Linked DNA regions of Sus scrofa: region 1 is linked to region 2. The links are chromatin contacts, called in public HiChIP or PLAC-seq maps. All regions are on one chromosome and are shown on one strand. The core of a region is the stretch at or near the end of the contact, and the rest is flanking DNA. Distances in the headings are between cores, read along the strand shown.

Region 1 (3,364 bases), core at 815-3,314, 140 kb after region 2:
TGTAAATTGTACTTTGTTGGGGAGGATACTGTTTAGATAACAGTGTTATCCTTCATAGTTTTCAATAAAATTTAATTTCTTAGTTGTTACAACTAGAGATACCTCGGATGCTAGGAGTGCTAATTGTTTTTAGCAAGTTAGTTGCTGCTTCAGTAACTTGGTTGGTAAGCAGCAACCAAGATTAATTATATCTTAAGTTAATTATATCTGTTAATTATAGTTAATGATATCATATTATACTATACTTCAAAACTTAAGAGGGTAGGTCTTAATTTCTATTAGGGCTTATTCATAAGAGTTCTAGTAAACCTTTTTGTTTTGATGTGAATAAATATAAAGCTTAGAAGGAATGAAGCATCCAGTCACTTCCCTTTCAAAAAGTCAAAGTTAAATCACTTAGAAAAGTTGAAATAGCTGATACATTTATGTGTCTTTGTTTCAAACTATGTAACACAAAAATGAGTGATCCCTGACTATAAGAAGTGGTATATTTAAGGCAAACATGTCCCTAAGCTCCATATACAAAATACCTAAAAATTACGGTCTCTAAAATGACACTGAGGTTTTACTGAAATCTTAAAAAGGATAGATTTTTTTTCTAACCCAATACCTGCTTAGTACTAACCATAGGAAATTAGATGGTCGTTTGTAGGCTAGTCAAGAGTCCTTGAACTCCTTTATAGAAATGGTATATTTTCCTCTTTGTATTAAGAGACTAATGGCTTCGCTCTTCACCGAAGGTGGATCCTTTGGCACAGGCTCAGGAAACAGCTGATGGTTTAGGGATAGATTGCTTTGAGGGCATTGGAACCACTGAGGTGCTGAGTAACCCTACTAAGAAACAAAAAAGAGGGCGGCATTTCTGGAGTTAAAATAAGACAGAATGCGTCTCTGGAGAACATAGTGGCTGAAGACAGGCAGAATTCTCAACATCTCAGGCTACCACATACTGTACAGTTTTCATTTGTACTTCGGGGATGCTCTAGAAAGCTTTGACAAAAAAGTAATTAGAATACAAATGTATAGTATGTTTTTAGCCAGCCCATACAAAGGAAAATCCTGTGTAGGAGCTGCTTTGATATCCGTTATTTAAAAATTGTTCTTGTTCCCCTCTGTCAGTAGGTAGGGAGAGGTGTTAGTGATGAGTCCTAATTTTATGTATCTCTATCCATACACTAAAAGGGTTTGAATCATTTTTGAGCTCCCATAACGTTTGAGGAGAGCTTGTAATGTTTTGTATATGTTCTGGGCAATGCCTGGCATTCTGGGAGAGATTGTTAAGCAGTAAGTAATGATAATCAACACATCTCATTTGCCAGTGACCAGGAAGACAGCTGTCATTCTTGTAGCAAGAGCAAACTAATAAGCAGGGATTCTGGCCAACCTCTTCTTTCCGCTTCGGATTCTAGTTATTTGCCGGGGCTTAATGAATGGCCACCAGCTGGCAGACACAACAGCTACACAATATTTGCACACAATTATTTGGGTCGGTTTAAAATTTCTCTCTCTTTGACGCCAGTTTTGCCCAAAGGAGAATTCAGCAACTCTGGAGACAGAGGAACGGAAGATTCCGTTTTCTAGAGATTTGTGGGGAGGAATCTGGAATGGGCTAAGTGAAATCGAGTACTATTTGCTTAATGCTTAAAAAAAAAAAAAAAAAAAAAAAATCCAGTCTCGGGGCCCAGGTGGTGCTTCTGTAGGCGGGCATGCAAGACGAAACCAGCTTTTCGGGAAGGAGAGAGAGAGACTAGAGAGAGCAGGGCTCTCGCGCAGGAAGGGAATTCCACTGAGCCTCGAGACCCGGGGCTCCCACCCTCCACCGAGACGTTATCTCGGGAGGAAAGCCGCGGAATCCCGAGCCAGCGGGACGCTGGGACTTACCCAAGCTCACAGCAGAGCGCGCGGGGGTCGGGGCGGCGACTCCTGTCCCTTTAAGGGGCTGGTCTCCGGGCACCGCCGGCCCAGACGCCGGGACGTGCCGGGGCCGCCCCGCCCCGCCCCGAAGCCGCCCGTTTCCTGCCTGGCAGCGCGACGGCACCTGAGCGACTGCGGCGGCGGCGGGGACTCGGAGCGCGCGGCCCGGGCCGTACTGCCGGCGCCGCCGCGTCTTCCCGGTCTCCTTTCCCGGCCGCTCAGGGTAAGAGAGAAAAGGCCCCGCTGGGCCCAGGCTCGGGCCGCGGGGACCGTGAGGGGGAGGGGGCGCCGGTCGCGGGGTCCCAGGCAGACTGGAGGGCCGCGCCTGCCGGGGGGCGCGGCCGCGGGGCCGGGACACCGTCCGCTGTCGCCCGCCGGGTAGGCCGCGGGCGCCGGGTGACCGCCGCCGGGCTTCTGCCTGGGCCGGGCCGCCCTGGCGGGCGGGCTCTGAGGGGCCTCTCGGCCTCGCCGGGCCGCCCCGGGCTCGACCCCGGTTCAGCCGCGGCGGCTGCTCCTGGCAGGTCTCCTGAGGGCGAGGTCGGCCGGAGAGGGCCCTGGGGTGACCGAGGCTCCTATTTTTAGCCAGGTGTGAGGGCCCCCAGCCGGGAAGGCGGATTACGGTCTCCACCGCCGGTGGACTGAGGGAGCGCGTCCCCGCCGGCGTCCCTGGGCCGGAGCTGGGCCACGCTTACGCCATGCTGGAATTCCAGCCCTCGCCGCTCTCGAGGGTCAGGGGGAACCGGCGCTCGCTTCTTCCCAGTGCTCTCACCCACCGCCCCGCGCTCTTCCGGGGTCCTGGAGAGGGGCCGTTGGGGATGGGAAGCAGCATGAGAGGAGAGTTTGGAAAAATGTGGGGACCGCCCTGGAGACGGGGGAAGTTATCCATCCTCTCCCTGAGGGGTGTGTCTTCCTTACTGTTTACCCCTCCCCCCTTTAGTTTCCAACAATGAGATTTTTGGCGTTGGGCACCTCGGCAGAACACCAAACTGGTAGCCGAGAGAAGTCGTACGGTGTGGGAGGTGCAGCCGCAGACGTTGGTTGTGAAGGAGCATGTGTGTACCAGATACCCGCAGCCCCAGACGCGGGAGCGGCATCCTAACCTGGGCCAGCTGCACCCTGATGTGGTTCAGGAGCGGGCTGTTGAATTTTAGCTGTTCCTTCTGGGAGCAAACAGGACTCTGAATTCATGCTTGGGCCTATACCAGTAAAGGATTCCCAAGCGGGTATCTGAATAAGCGCTGCTTAAAAAGCTACAGTTGAAGTTCGCTATTTAAAGTAGTGGGTTTTTTGAGGTGCTTTGTGGAAAACCTTGAGAAATGTGGACACCCATAGCCTGCTAAAGGTAGACACTTTAGGGTGAACTATGCACTCTGAATTGTGTAGGAACTGACTTAAAGTTTGAATTCTTGCTTAAGTTGCACTTCTCCCTATCTCACCCAGCAGCCACATG
Region 2 (3,529 bases), core at 405-2,904:
AAGAAAAGAAAAAAAAAGATGGAGATCCTCATTACAAATTTAAGTACAGAAAGAGGAGGCAGCTGTCTTCTTGATTTTACAAAGGCCCGAGTTGGAGATATAAGTCTGGTGTCTTCAGCCTATATAAGATATTTAAATTATGGGAATGGATCTAGGTAAAAGTATAAAGAGAAGAGGATCCAGAACTGAACCCGTGATAAACTCCTTAAGTTAAACAATTCCACCTCATACCTAGGATTCTTACAGTAAAATTGTTTTAATTTTTAAAGCTATCACTTACTACACACGAACAGTTTCTAAAGCCATCAAGTACATCAATGAGGCATAGCAACTAACTAAAAGATTACACCATACAAATCTCAAGAAAAAGAAATAAATTCCATTCATGAACAGAGGACTACCAGGAACTCAAAAAAATTTCCAAATATAGATGTTGTACAATCCAGTGGTTAAGTGCATGGCATAGGGCTCAGGCTGCCTGGATATTAATTCTGGTCCCTACACTTATTATCTGTGACCCAGGGCAAGGTATCGTGCAGTTTCCTTAGCAGTTACGTTGAGGATAATAACTTACTGGGTTGTTGTAATGAATACCTGAACTTTTGCACTCAAAATATTAGATCTTTTACTATCACTAAGTTACTGACACAAATGTTGGGGCTGAGAGACCTTGCAGCTAATCACACTAATTTTTCAATTATCTTAACCAAGGACTTGTCTCTGTTTAACAAATTTCAAAAGAAGGCCAAAACGTGTTCCTAAATTCAATTCTCTTAACTAAGGGCTTGCAACTCCCAGTCTGGATTTTAAAACAAAGCCAAAACACATCCCCAAACTTCTCAGCACCCAAAACAATCTTTGGAGGCAGAGAGCGGAAAAGGGAGGACTAACTAGCCTAATTAACACATTACAGTAAGCATGTCTGATAACAAGGTCCATCTGTGACAGGCTACCAGGGCCCAAAAATCTTTTATTTTATTCCCTTCTGGACTCTCCTCTAGAAAATGAACGTGCTTTCGAAGGTAAAGGTTAAACCAAGCTTCTGAATGGGAGTGTAGCAAAGTACTGAGAATCCAACTCTACAGCAGTAACAGGGGAAGACCTCTCCACAGTCACATCTATCTCTTTTCCGGAGTACCCAGGAGCATCGTGAGGTGGGACTCCTCCCCAGTGAGTTATGAGGAAATGACAACCTTCATCTTCTGGCCCCCATCCTGGAACCTGTACTCTGGGAGGAAAGCGCTAGCGCAAAGCAGCTACCCTCCCAACCTCCCCCTTCTCTCGCCAGGCTCCGGGGCACGTACTCTGGTCCCAGGCTCCTGTCTCGTAGCCGGTGGTGACTCCCGGAGAAAAAACAATGGGGCCGTGGCGGCTGCCGTACCTTTCACGGTCGCGGCCGTCGAAGTAGACGAAATCGCCGCTCTGGACGCACTTGGCGCAGGTCAGCCGCCGGCGGGTAGTGTTGCACAGCGGACACCGCTCCACCGCCACGTACAGCCCCTCCGCGTCGTCCACGGAGTCCACCAAGTCCCGGGCGAGTGGCTGGGGCCCACAGCCAGGAGCCTCCGGCGCCCGGGATCCCTTCCCACTGGGAGACGCCATGATGGCCTGAGAGAAGAGCCAGTCACGTGGGATTTTGTTTTCAACCAGGTGCATCCTGGGCGAGGAGGTGGGGCCTGGGAGGGGCCTAAGGAGGCGCCGGGAGCGCCGCGGGGGTCCCGCCACCTCCAAGCCCAGCCTTGCCTAGCCCTTGACCGCTGCAGCCCGAGGCGCTGTCGGTTTTCCTGACATCTCAGGGCTGGCCGATCTCGCGGCAGGAATTACGTTAGTGGGCCGAGTCACCCCAACAAAATGTCATCAGCTGCTCGATCATGACCAGCCTACAAGTTAACGCCTCAAATTTGTGCAAGAAATAGTAAAACGATGCCGTAAGGATTCTGGGAAAACCGATTGGGAACACAATAGGGAGTTTCTGTAATTCTCTGTGGATGTTTTTAAATTTGGCTAAAAGTACAGCGGAGTTGGGTAGGGAACTGGGTCTTGGAGCTAGACTGAATTTTGCCTCACCCACCTCCCTAATAGCTATGTAATTTGGGGCAAATTACTCACCTCACTGTGCCTGTGTTCTTACGTGATTTAAAGGTAGAGAATTACAGAACCCACCGTAACACCCTGAGGAGTCATAAGTAAATCTGTTTGGTAGGAGTCTGCTAAGTACTCTACTGATAATAGCTAACCAGTGGAAACTGTACTGAATGTGGAAATCAAAGATGTATCTTTCTGAAAAACAAATTTTTAAATTAAGGTGCAGCATTCCGCTCCTACTCTGGGCCGTGCTCTGAGAAAAAATTTGAACTAGGTAGAATTGAACATAGTTACATTTTTCCAAGTTTGTTTCTGTGGGGATAAATAGGGTGGGTCGGAGGATTTTTATCAGAGTAATTAGTGTTTGAATATGTCTATAAACTACAGAAGGAAAAATATTGGGCTCCTAGGTCAAATGATCTACACCAGTGAGTCTCAAAGATTATTTTGGCAGGCTGTAAATTAATGACTGCCCTAAATTTTCTCTCCAGCTAGGGTTTCTCTCCCCTGCCCTTCCATACCCCAAAATTCATAACTGCTTACACTAGGTCTAAAGTAGTGTACAGTGAACACCACAAACTCAGTAATTTGGAAACTGAACTGAAAACCAACCTTTCCCTCCCTGCCTATGTTTTCTCATCTTAATGAAAGACATATTCACTGACCACTTGGAATCAAGGTCCATAACTCCTGTTAGCCCAACCCTCCTTGTTAATCTCCACATCTCCATCAAATGGGGATAATTCCACAACCTAATTAGGCCTTGAGTCTGTAAACTCTGTTCCAGGCTCTTAATCTATTTTAACATAATTACATAGGATTATAAAAGTATGAAAAAAGCACAAAATCCCCAAACACTTTTCAAAATAAACTTTCAGGAACCATTCAGGTTTAGTGTAAGCTCTAAGATTTATTTTTAAGGAAGAGATAATAATTTTCTCTGACCATTTCAAAGAAAAGAATGTTTATCTTGTTTTCAGACCTTCATGTTTCATTTGTACTCTGACAAGATCCTTCACAAGCCTGTACCTAATGGCCAGGATCATCTACTTGATATTTTAAAAAGCAAAAAATATACAATTTCTATCCTACTTTATGCAGCTATATGAAATTTCTACATATTGCTATGTATTTTCAGAGAACACATGTTAATGGACTACATCTTTAACAAGAGTAAATTTTAATGTTACAATATCACTCTAGCAAGGCCCTAAACCTTTCAAATTCTGAAATGTTTACTTTTTTCATTTAAAAAATAACATAGTTATTTTGAAAAAAAATTTTCTTCACTTCTTAAGCATGAATACACGTATAGAATCACACTTTAATAACTAAAGGCAAGGAGTTCCTGTCGTGGCGCAGCGGAAATGAATCTGACTAGGAACCATGAAGTCAAGGGTTCACTTCCTGGCCTCGCCCAGTGGGTTAAGGATCCAGTGTTGCC

Evidence for each region. HiChIP or PLAC-seq counts read pairs in DNA pulled down with a chosen protein or histone mark.
Region 1: an H3K27ac HiChIP or PLAC-seq map of alveolar macrophages shows a contact between it and region 2. The contact joins the promoter of KTN1 here to the promoter of ATG14 in region 2. A contact is called at or near these places in 1 of 5 promoter capture datasets (liver) and 2 of 2 datasets of contacts at active chromatin or transcription factors (alveolar macrophages and skeletal muscle).

What each region holds. Positions count from the first base shown.
Region 1 is chr1:184,879,806-184,883,169 of Sscrofa11.1, forward strand. KTN1 (kinectin 1) reads left to right here and starts at 2,065. Exons shown (of 44, transcript NM_001258303.1): 1 at 2,065-2,137.
Region 2 is chr1:184,742,098-184,745,626 of Sscrofa11.1, forward strand. It overlaps ATG14 (beclin 1-associated autophagy-related key regulator), which reads right to left and starts at 1,655. Exons shown (of 10, transcript XM_001924990.5): 1 at 1,382-1,655. The coding sequence starts at 1,602.